2 separate regions of the Sus scrofa genome follow, and region 1 is linked to region 2. Evidence: chromatin contacts called from public Hi-C data. All regions are on one chromosome and are shown on one strand. Each heading gives the region's core, a stretch centred on a gene start, on an enhancer-like site or on the middle of the called end of the contact. The rest is flanking DNA. Distances are from core to core; before and after follow the strand shown. Region 1 holds the start of CHERP (calcium homeostasis endoplasmic reticulum protein). Region 2 holds the start of DDA1 (DET1- and DDB1-associated protein 1).

Evidence for each region. A called contact is a pair of places that touch in the nucleus more often than the background predicts.
Region 1: a contact with region 2 is called in a Hi-C map of liver, with 6 times the contacts expected there. The contact joins the promoter of CHERP here to the promoter of DDA1 in region 2. A contact is called at or near these places in 1 of 5 promoter capture datasets (liver) and 2 of 47 Hi-C or Micro-C datasets (heart right ventricle and liver).

Annotation. Positions count from the first base shown.
Region 1 is chr2:61,061,020-61,066,391 of Sscrofa11.1, reverse strand. It overlaps CHERP (calcium homeostasis endoplasmic reticulum protein), which reads right to left and starts at 3,432. Exons shown (of 17, transcript XM_021083582.1): 1 at 3,288-3,432; 2 at 2,804-2,977. The coding sequence starts at 3,312.
Region 2 is chr2:60,375,633-60,380,773 of Sscrofa11.1, reverse strand. It overlaps DDA1 (DET1- and DDB1-associated protein 1), which reads left to right and starts at 3,788. Exons shown (of 5, transcript XM_021083567.1): 1 at 3,788-3,941. The coding sequence starts at 3,939. MRPL34 (39S ribosomal protein L34, mitochondrial) reads left to right here and starts at 1,807. Exons shown (of 2, transcript XM_021083568.1): 1 at 1,807-2,035; 2 at 2,219-2,870. The coding sequence starts at 1,962. The coding sequence ends at 2,432. It overlaps ABHD8 (protein ABHD8), which reads right to left and starts at 83. Exons shown (of 5, transcript XM_021083570.1): 1 at 1-83.

The sequences.
Region 1 (5,372 bases), core at 2,183-4,682, 690 kb before region 2:
CAGTATTTAAACACACCCGTGTCTCCTATCCATAAAAACTCCCTTTTCACAGGAGTTCCCACTGTGGTGCAGTGAGTTAAGAATCCGACTGCAGCAGCTCTGGTTGTGGCAGAGGCACAGGTTCAATCCTGTGGGTTAAGGATCTAGCCTTGCCACAGCTGTGGCGTAGGTCACAGCTGCAGCTCAAATCCAATCGCTGGCCTGGAAACTTCTATTTGCCACAGGTGAGGCCATAAAAAACAAAACAAACACCCCAAAATTCCCATCACCCCACCCACCTCTCTTAACAATTCTCCGTCTCCCCTTGATCTCAACCCATGGAGGACTGGCTCTGTCTGCCCACCCCACCCCCATAGCCAAAGCCAAAGTTCTGGGGGTCATCCTCACTCAGCCCCACGGCCTCATCTCAGCTCCTTGTCTCACGTGGCTGGTATAGCTGTCTCCTTGGCCCCTCCTTCCTCTGTCTGACCCTTATGCCCAGTTTGTGAACTAAGTCCTCTTTTCCAAGTAAGCCCCCAGGGAAACATGATATACTCCTGGGGCTGCAGTTACAGTCTGCACCCTACTACCCCATAAACTATCACTGTCATCCTGGGTTCCTCAAGCTTTGGGTCTCATTACAGACCAAACAGCCCACTGCTCTCTATAGGCATCACTTTCCCCTCACCCTGTGCCCTACCCCTTCCAAAGTCCCCCTCCTGACCTGTGGCTGGCACAGCTACGTCCATATACTCAAGCCAGAAGCCAAGAAAGTCTAGACACCTCTCTTCCTTGCAGCTCATACTAAACTGTAGTCAAGGTACTCCCCTAGATCACATGCCAACCTGTCCATGTCTCTGCCATCACCACCATAACTCTGCTGTCACCTGTATCACCCTGGGAACTGGTTTCCTGTGCTGTGTCCACTCCTGTCCCCCCCACTCACAGCTGTAGTACCGTTGCTCAAGTGTGGTCCAAAAGGCACCCCAGGTGATACCGAGACTATAAACAAGCACAGAAATGCCAAGAGAGCGTTTTGGCACTTTTAAAGCAATTTGATATTTCATGGTTCATGTTTCTACTGTGCAAAACTGTACTTTTCACAGCAAATTGTTAAAAACAAAAACCAGTCCGTTACCACAGTCTGTGGGGCAACATGCTAGAGCAGTCAAGGGTCTCAATCTTCTCAGACTACCAGGGTGAAGGGCGGGCTACACAGTGGCTAACCCTGCTCCAGAACATAGTCTTGAAACCCTTCAAGAGCTCCCCAAAAGCCTCCAGAATTCCTGAATCCTTGGCAAACCAGCCCTACCTGCTCTGCACCCTCCCTTCTGGCCACCCCAAGAATCCCTCCTTCTCTGGGCTCCAGGCACCCTGAGCTCTTGTCCCCTCTCTCCCCAACCCCTCCTCAGGCGTGTTCCTCAGCCTGAACACACTTGTCTCGTCAGTTCCCATCAGCTAAATGACTTGAACTTTAATGGCAACAGTTACCTACATAAAACACTTTCTGAGCCCCATTCCCTTCCAGAAGCATCCCAACCCCCATTATAGCACCACGTCCCAAGAAGGTCCTGATTTCTGACCTTCCAGGATGGGAATAGGCTCCCCTTGCAGGGAAAGCATCTCTCACCTCACAGGAACCGGAGCCAAAACACTGTCCTCCCCTGCCCAATTATGCCACCTGCTTCAATATCCAACTGGCCCTTCCCTTTAACCCCAACTGTCCCCAGGCCCACATTCTCTACTCGACCTGCCAACTTAATTCAGATTTTACCACCAAACTGGTCCTAGACTCCACTCAATGCTCCCTCCAATCTGTCCTCCATACAAGTCACCCAAAACCCAACATTTTCAGGCAACAGACCTCCTCCACCCTCATCTCAAACATACACAGGCACCAGAAGAACACCAGACTAAAGAAGAAAACCCAAGCTTTTCCCTGGCATTTACCACTCCAGATCAAACCCGACCCTGTCGACACACATCAAAACTCCAGCCATGCTGGGCTGCTCACAACACACTGTGTTTGCAAACGTGATGACTGAGGTTTCTTTCCGCTCTCAAAACACACTGTGCTTGTTCAAGCCATTGAACCTTTGCTGTGTCCTATGAACTCTTTATTGAACACCTACTACGTGCTACCTATTAGGCACAACAATGCCAAACAAGGCCCGGTTGGCCGTGGGGAACTTGTAGTTCAGGGAGCATCCACCTTTCAATGTCCATCTACTTGGCAATCTAGAACACAACATATCTGGAAGCTAAGGATTCACTACTGAACAGGGCAGATGTGGGTTCAGGGATCTTTACTACCTGGTGATTATCTGTTATTCAGAGACCAACTGTGTTAACCAACCCCATCTTAAGCTCTTTTAGAAGAGGGTTGGAATTTTGATACCAAGAACTAATACCCACGAAACAACTCATTTTTGATCTAGGCTACAACCATCTTAAAATGCACAAAAACCTCGCTGGACAGTATTTGCCCCAAGGGTCTCACCCAATCTGGCTTCTACTACTTCCTCCCTGGAAACCGCTGAAGTAGTCACTACCTTCCTGACCTCAGTCATCACGTTTGCAAAACAAGAGTAAACCCTGATCTGGAGCCCAGCAAAAGGATCGATAACCCCGTTCTCCATTACACTGGGACCCAGCTGCCGCACGGGTGCAGAGCCCCGGGAACAGCGAATGGGACCGTGAAGACCGAGCTAATCCATATTCCCAGAAGAACAAGCGATTTAAAAAAAGGCGGTCTGTGGCAGAGCCCGAAATGGAATCAGAAAGGAATCGCTGGAGAGGACGGCCGGAGAGCAAGAGAACTCACGCTGCTGCTGCTCCAGCGCCAACTTGCACTTATAGTAACTGTAGAACTCTCCTCCGAACAGAAACGAAAATTTTGGGTTGTCCTTCTGCTTCTCCATCGTCATCTTTTCAAATTCGGGCCCATTCCGAGCCACGAACTGGGCCAGCTTGTCGATGACATTTCGGAGCTCCTGGTCTGGAGGACGGAGAAAAGGCCACGCGGGGCGTCAGCGAGAACCGCCCAAATTCGGGGGCCCTGTCGTCCCAGCCCGCGTCTGCTGGGCCGGGGGTCCCTAGGGGTGGGTCCGGGAAAGGCCGCCTTTGTACGGGTCCCGATAGGGGCCAGAAGCGCGCCGAGAATGCGGGAACCCGCGGGAGAGGCCGCAGGCGGACCCCGGAGGCCGAGCCCCGCCCCCTCCTAGGCCCGGGGACCCCGGGAGGCGAGGTAGGCCAACAGGGGATTCCGGGGAGAGAGAAACAGCCTTCGAGCCCAGGCTGGGCCTCACCATCAGGCGGCAGCGGCATCTCCATGGCTCCAGCCGCGGGGAACGTCCTCCGGCGCCTCACGATCGCCCACCAGGGCCGTCTGCGGAAGCCGGCCGGAAGTGGCGCGAGGGAGCCTTTTACGACTGGCTTCGCGCGCTGCTTCCGCCCGCCACTTACGGCCGTCGCCAGGAAACCCCGGAAGTGAGGAAACGAGGCAGGCGGGAAGAAGCCGCGAGGGGCCGAACGCACGGAGGGGCGAGCACCACGCACGCGCAGGGGCTTTCCCGCGCATGTGCGGAATGGACTTCTGTAGCGCGACGCGAGGGAACGGCTGGAACGGTGCAGGCGGCCGTTAGCTGCTCTTGGGGCGTTTTCCCACGTTACGTGTTGCAATGCGAGGACTTGGGCAGTAGATTCTTCCGTAGGACTAGGGGCCCTGGGGAGTTACTGCGCTAGTCAGTGCCCTATTTTCTCCCAGCGAGGCGGCGGTGCGGAAAATACGAGGTGAGGTGCGTCCAGGAGGCGCCTGGGCTGCGGCGCCGGTCACATCCTCCCGGGCTCGTCCGGATGTAAAAGTAGAACTGGGAGGCTACAGGCGTGGCGGGGATGGAACAGGGCTTATCGAGGTTCAAAAGTTTCTCCTGCTGTGCTTCTTTTCTTTAATCCAACTCTTTGATAAAGAAGACTTAGGGCGAGGGGACACCTCCACCTCTACTCCCTCCGTTTTCAGAAGCCTTTCAGAGCTCGCGTGGCTTCTGTGTAGTCATTCAAGCGGGTGCCGGGCCTTCTAGGCTGCGCGGTCAGAAAGATGCACCTTGAAATACGCAGTTATGTTACTTATGAAACTTTGAGGAGTTCCCACTGTGGCGAAACGGGATCTGCAGCGCCAAGACACAGATTGGATTCCCCGGCCGGGCTCAGTGGGTGAAAGAATCCGGCTTAGTTGCCCCAGCTGCAGCGTAGGTCACAACTGCAGTTCAGATTTGATCCCCGGGCCCATATGCCCCGGGGCGGCCAAAAAAAGTGAAATAAAACGATGGTAAAGTTAACGCTTGCTAATTGCGGGGAAAGATAGCAAGGAACAGCAAACGTTAAAGAAACGTAGACTTGTGACTTCCCTCGCAATCTGAACGCTTTTGGGATTACCATTGTTAACATTAACACTTAGTTGGCGGTACCTCCCTACTCTGAAAACGGTGTTGGGGTGTTTTAGATACATTTTTTAAATTGTTACTTAGTTTCTCCATCTGACGTTATAGATTGTCTCCTGTATCCCAAATAGTATTCTTAGACTAGAGGCTGGCAAACTTTTTCTATAAAGGGCCAGATAGCAAATATTTTTGCTGGCCAAGACCCAAAATCAAGGATATTATGTAGGTGTTTGGCCAAGAGCCAAAATCAAGGATATTATGTAGGTGCTTGGTGCTTATATAACCAAAGAGAAAAATGTGCATAACACTTTTTAGTGGTAGAATTTATAAATAGAGTGTTACAAATACAGGTCTGAATGGAAAGCTTTTGGGGGATTCCAAGTCACTCTTTCCTGTCATTAACTGATTCTAAATGTCACCTGCAAAGACCATTCTTGGTTCACAAAAAGGCAGGCTAGATGTATGTAGCTTGTGGATGAAACAATTCAAACCTAAGCTCTGCTTTCAGAAGCCCACAGTCTGGGTAGGCAGAGACCCATAAATCAGTAGTCAAATGTGTCAGTACATAAGTATTATTAAGGACAACAGAAGGGTGCTGAGATCATAAGGTGGGAGGGCAGTGCCTACCTTGATAGGGTTGTCTGAGAAGGCCTTTAGGAGGTGAGGTTTGCACTGACATCCCACTCAGTAACTATGTGAAGTGTCCAGGCAGAGTGAATATCAAGTGAACGTTCTCAGTAATCTGCATAGTGTGATTTTTTTTCCTATGCCAGTAAAGATCTGTAATATCGAGAAGCTTTAACCTGTGATCCACCATAAATGGCCTTTAGAGCTAGCACAACATTGTACATAATGTATATTCTCGTGAGTTGAAGAAACATAGCATTTATCATTAACAGGATCTGTGAACCAAAAATGTATGGTTTTTTTTTTTGTCTTTTTGCCTTTTCTAGG
Region 2 (5,141 bases), core at 2,539-5,038:
GGCGGTCAGCGCGGGGACATCCCGCTGCTGCTGAACAGCCGGCCCTTTAAGTGTCTCCCTTGAAGGGGCGGTACCGTGCGCCGACTGACTGGCGCCTCGGCCAGTCGCAGCTGCGGAAAGACCTGGCCTAGTTAGACTACCAATCAGAGGCGGAAGCTCCGGAGTGAGGGCGGGCAATTGGGGTAACGGCCCCGCCTCCCACCAGGGCTTTTGGAGGTGGAGGGAGGGATTAGGCCTGGTCCAGAACCGAGAAGGGGTCTCAATCTGAGATCCTGACAGGCGGCAGTCGAAGCCCCCTGCACTGCAAATAGGATCTCCTTGGCCGGCTTCTGCCTTCAAGCTGCCCTTCAAACGGAGCCCCCATACCCCTCTCCCTGTGCTATAACCTTTCCAATATACAATGTTCCAGATCCTTGCAATTTCAGTCGGGGAAACCGAGGTGCATAAAGGGCACAAGTTTACAAGGCAAGATGAGGGGCAGAGATGGGACTTGGAACCACGGCTTTGTGATTCCAACTCCTGCAAATTGTTATTCGTTAAATCATTAAACAGATGTCTTGGAGCTTTGGGTAAATAGGGAATTGGAATTTCACAGATAGGCCAACTGGTGGCCAATTTAACTGGGAGCTGTGGTCCCAGCTGGAGTCAGAGAGGCCATGGTCCAGCCTCTGCCTTTTGCTGATATGTGACCTTGGGCAAACCCCTTTCCTGAGACTCCACTTATTTCTCTATGAAATTAATCCCCTCATAAATTTGCTATGCAGGTAAAACACTCAGCAGGGAAAGTGCTTCATACATTACTGGTGTTATTATTGTACTGGTGTAGTATTGCAGAGGTTTGCAAAATGGTGGTTCAGGTAGGATGGGCTTCAGAGGACAAGGGGTTAAGCATCCCTTGCCCAGTCCTATTCCCTGGAATTTGCTGCCAGAGTTGGATTAGGTCCAGCCACCCACTCTTGCCCACTCAGGGTGCTCCTGGGAGACTACAGTTTATTCATCCAGAAAAAAAAATTCCCCTCCCCCTCTCCAAGCGGGGAGGATGCTGGGGTGCCTGCAAGTCTGGCTCTTGAGGACCCCCTCAGCTTCAGGGAGAGTCTGGGGAGAACTGGGGTTGGGGGGGCAGTGTTGAGCCAGAGGGAGGGGCAAGTCTGGAGAAAGGGGAGTATCTGAGGAGGATTTTTAAAAGATGAATAGGAGAGCACCAGCCAGAGGAGGGTATAGCTGAAATTTAGGATGTGTGTGTATGTCTGTCGAGAGGAGAGTGGGCTTCAAATGCCTGGCAGTGGAGCTGGATATTTTCCCGGGGACTATGGGGAGCCAGAGATGGTATGTGAGAAGGGAAAGGGTTCATATATGAATACTAGAAATTTTCTCCTAAGGTCTGAATGGGGGTACGACCAAGGGCAAGCTTGCAACCCTTGGGTTTTACAGATTGAGAAACTGAATAACCACCCAAGGACATACGGCCAACTTGAACTCAGACCGCCTGGGCTCACAGCCAAGAGGCAGAGACTTGGCTGGGGCTAAAGGAAAGCTGCCAGCCAGCTGTGTGCCATCTGCCTGGCTCCCGCTGGGGGTGGGAAATTCAACCAGCCGTCTCCTGAGGCTGCCACCAGCTGCGCCACCGTCACCCAAGTGTACCCTCCTCGGGTCTGCAGGAAAAGAAACTACAACTCCTAGCAGACCCGGGGACTTAATGCTCTGTACGCAAGCGTCTGCTGAGGAGGCGCCGTTCTCCTGCCACCTGCTGGTCCATCTGAAAAATTACATGCGCCTGTGTGCAAGGACGCTCACGCCTAAGGTGTGGGCGCGCAGACGTAGAACTACAATTCCGGGAGGCCCCCGCGGCAAGGAAGGCTCCGCTGTAGGAAAAACTACAACTCCCAGAAGTCCTCGTTCGCAGCTGCGGAACCTACGGGTTTCGGAATAGCTGCCACTGGACGGAGTGCCGGCGGCTGGACATGGCTTTCTTGGCTAGATCCGTGGGTCGCCTCTTGGACCCCGTCAGTAGGTCAGCGGCGCTAGTAGGTGGCAGGTGAGTCCTCAGTGGGTCCCCTTCCCAAATCTGGGAGTAAGAGCGGAGTCGAGGGGCTGACCCCAGCTATTTACCAACGACATGACCTTCCTTCCAATGCCTTGCGAACTCGAGGTTGAGCGCCACGCAGCAGTCACACAGCAATCTTTTCTGACCTTTCTCGCTTTTTCTCTGACCGGGCAGGTGGCTCCAGCCCCAGGCCTGGCTGGGGTTCCCGGATACATGGGGACTCCCCGCCATGCAGCAGACCCGGGGCAAGGCGCGCGGGAACGAGTATCAGCCGAGTAACATCAAACGCAAGCACAAGCATGGTTGGGTCCGGCGCTTGAGAACGCCAACCGGGGTCCAAGTCATTCTTCGTCGCATGCACAAGGGCCGAAAATCATTGAGCCATTGAGAAGGGCGACGCTGCCGCCTGGACCCCTCATTAAATCATTTCCCTCGCTTAGCCTGTGGCTGTTTTTGTGGAGAGCTGGAGAGCAGGACGACTGGGATTCGGACGGACATGAATATCCCTCACATTGGCCCAGGGGAAGAAATCTGGTATTATACTGGAAAAAGGAGTGGAAGTCAGACCTTGCCCGGTGCTTTTTTACGCTTTTGAATTAGGAAGAATTTCGAACTTAACGCAACAGTCTAGTGACCAATTACCCACAACCCATCCTGCCCCCTCCTGAGATGCAAATCTCAGGCGTCAGATTATTCTGTAAATATTTCAGAAGGCACCTCTTCAAGATAAGGGCTCTTTAATACATATTCACAAAACTTTTCACAGCTGAAAAAAAGTTATCAGTTCTTTTAGTCATTGAAAGTCTAATAAATGTTCACATTTTCACTTGTGTTGTAAAATGTCGTGATTCCCACGGTTCTAGGAAGGCTTGTGGAGAGTTGGGAGGGATATGAACCCAACCACCTGCCCCTTGGGGATGGGCTATGTGACTTTGAGCAAGACCTTAACTCTCTGAGGCTTATCTGGCTTCTACAAAATCAGGTGCTCGTTTCTCCCTTGCTGTGTTGTTGCTGGAGTAATAATACTAACTTCCCCTTAGTAACCTGAGGAGTACTTCCTCAATAAATCCTTGTTCTGTCCAGGCTGTCAGGCTGGTGAGGAGTTGGGAGGTAGATTCGTACGCAGGCAGTTTGGACATAGTGGAGTCAGGGCTGGTAAGAGGGTGGTGAGGGCTATGGGGCCATGAGGAAGCACCCGACTTGGCATTGGGAAGAACACAGGGAAGGCTTCCAGGAAGAGATGGCAGGGTGTGGGAGGGCCGAAGGAAGGAGGGACTAGAGAGGGGTCAGCATAAAAGGTGGACGAATTTGGCTGGAGGGGCCCAGGATATGGGGCCGAGGAGGTGGGACTGAACCCTTGGGGTAATGAGGAGTCACGGGAAGTGTTCGAAGAAGAGTCTGGGTTGTCAGTTCAAAGATAATTCAAGCAGCTAGTGTGGAATAGCTTAGATATGCTGAAACCTAAGATTGGGACCCTGGGGAGGAGGCTGAGAGTGTCATGGTGGGTCCCCACCTCCGGGACCTCCAGGTGCCGCAGACTACAAATTCCAAGAGGCTTTGGGGGCAGCCTCCGCCCACTTCCGGAGTTCGCTGCCCCTCTCTTGCAATTCCCGGGCGGGGTTTTGCTCCCTCAACCGAACTTGACCACGAAGGGAGGAGGCGTGACGTCCAATGGGCGCGTGACTTAGTTAGATCAGGCCAATGGGAGCGCGCAAAGACCTTATAGCCTAGAGGCGGGGCTAGAGGGCGGACCAATGACGGACGGGCGGCCACACCATCAGTGTGGGCTGTGCGGTGGCTGGAAGTTACTGTGCGGCGGCGGCTAAGAAGGCGGCTGTGGTGGCGGCGGCGGCAGCAGAGACGGTGGCTGAGGAGGCGACGGAGGAAACAGAAGATGGTGAGGGTGGCTGCCGGGGCCGTACTCCCCCCTTCTCTTGACAAAATGGCGCCGCGGGCCCACCCACCCCCAGTAATCCCCCTGGCCCCTCACCGTCCTGCCTGGCCCCCTCTAGCCCGGCCCGCCCCTCCCTTTGACCCGTGCCCTTCGACCCCTAGACCCCTGCTGCGAGCTTCCTGCTGACCTCGCCCTGGCTCCATCTCCGACCCCTGACCCACCTAAGCTTTCAGGCCCTGACAAGTCATTCATTTCCGGGTCGCGGTCCCCCCGGAAATAGCCTAGGGGTGGGTATGGGGTCCCCCAAGACCCCCATCTCAGGTCCCGTTCTCCGCGCGGTAGGCCTGGGCTTTTCCAGTTTGAGAGGGCTTAGGAGGCCGGCCTGAGCGTCGGGGCGGGGAAGGGGCTTGATGCCTTGACGTGCGGGGCTTTGTCGCCAAAGGAAGTGCGACATCGCAAACTGCCCCAGTCCCCCGACCCCACCTCCAGATTTCTGCCCTGACCAGCTCTAAGAGGGAGTAACTTCGTCTCTCCAATCACCAGGCCCTACCTCTGTTAAATGGGGGTAGCAATAGTTCAGACCTCATACGATTGCGATAATTTAGGGAACTGACGTCTTAAAGAGCTTGGGATGGTGAACGCTCAACAGATGAGCTGGGTTACTCAGGGATGTTGACATCCCCTCTCAGCTGTCTCCTCATCTTGAAGTTGGGTTAATGCCAGCTCGTGGTTGGGAGGTTAAAATCCCCCCTGGGCCGCTCACTCATCCTGGGATTTGGGTCTGATGGTTCTTTGGGGTTTCCTGTCTCCACCTGTGAAGTGTGACACAGCCTCAGAGTTGGGTTGAAGCCCCCTCCGTTCCCCACACTACTTGACATCTTCAGGGCTGACAGGGGTAATGAAAGCTTTTGTCAGGGCAAGTCAAATCCCATTGGTCCTGGACTCAGGGTCCCAGCCCACAAGCCACAGTCCTTGGGGTGTGGTGGGGGATGGGCAAAAGAAGACTTCTTGTCACAAAGGGTATAGGAAACTGATAAGTGCATTCCTAGCACGTGGATCCCCAAGCCTGGGTGTTGTCCTTGATTCCTTGCTGCAGCCTCATTGCCCACGCCCAGACCATAGTGGGTTTTGTTGGCTCTGCCTCCAGAATGAATTCTAATTTTGTCCTTGGCTCCCCACCCTGGTCCAGGCACCTCTACCTCT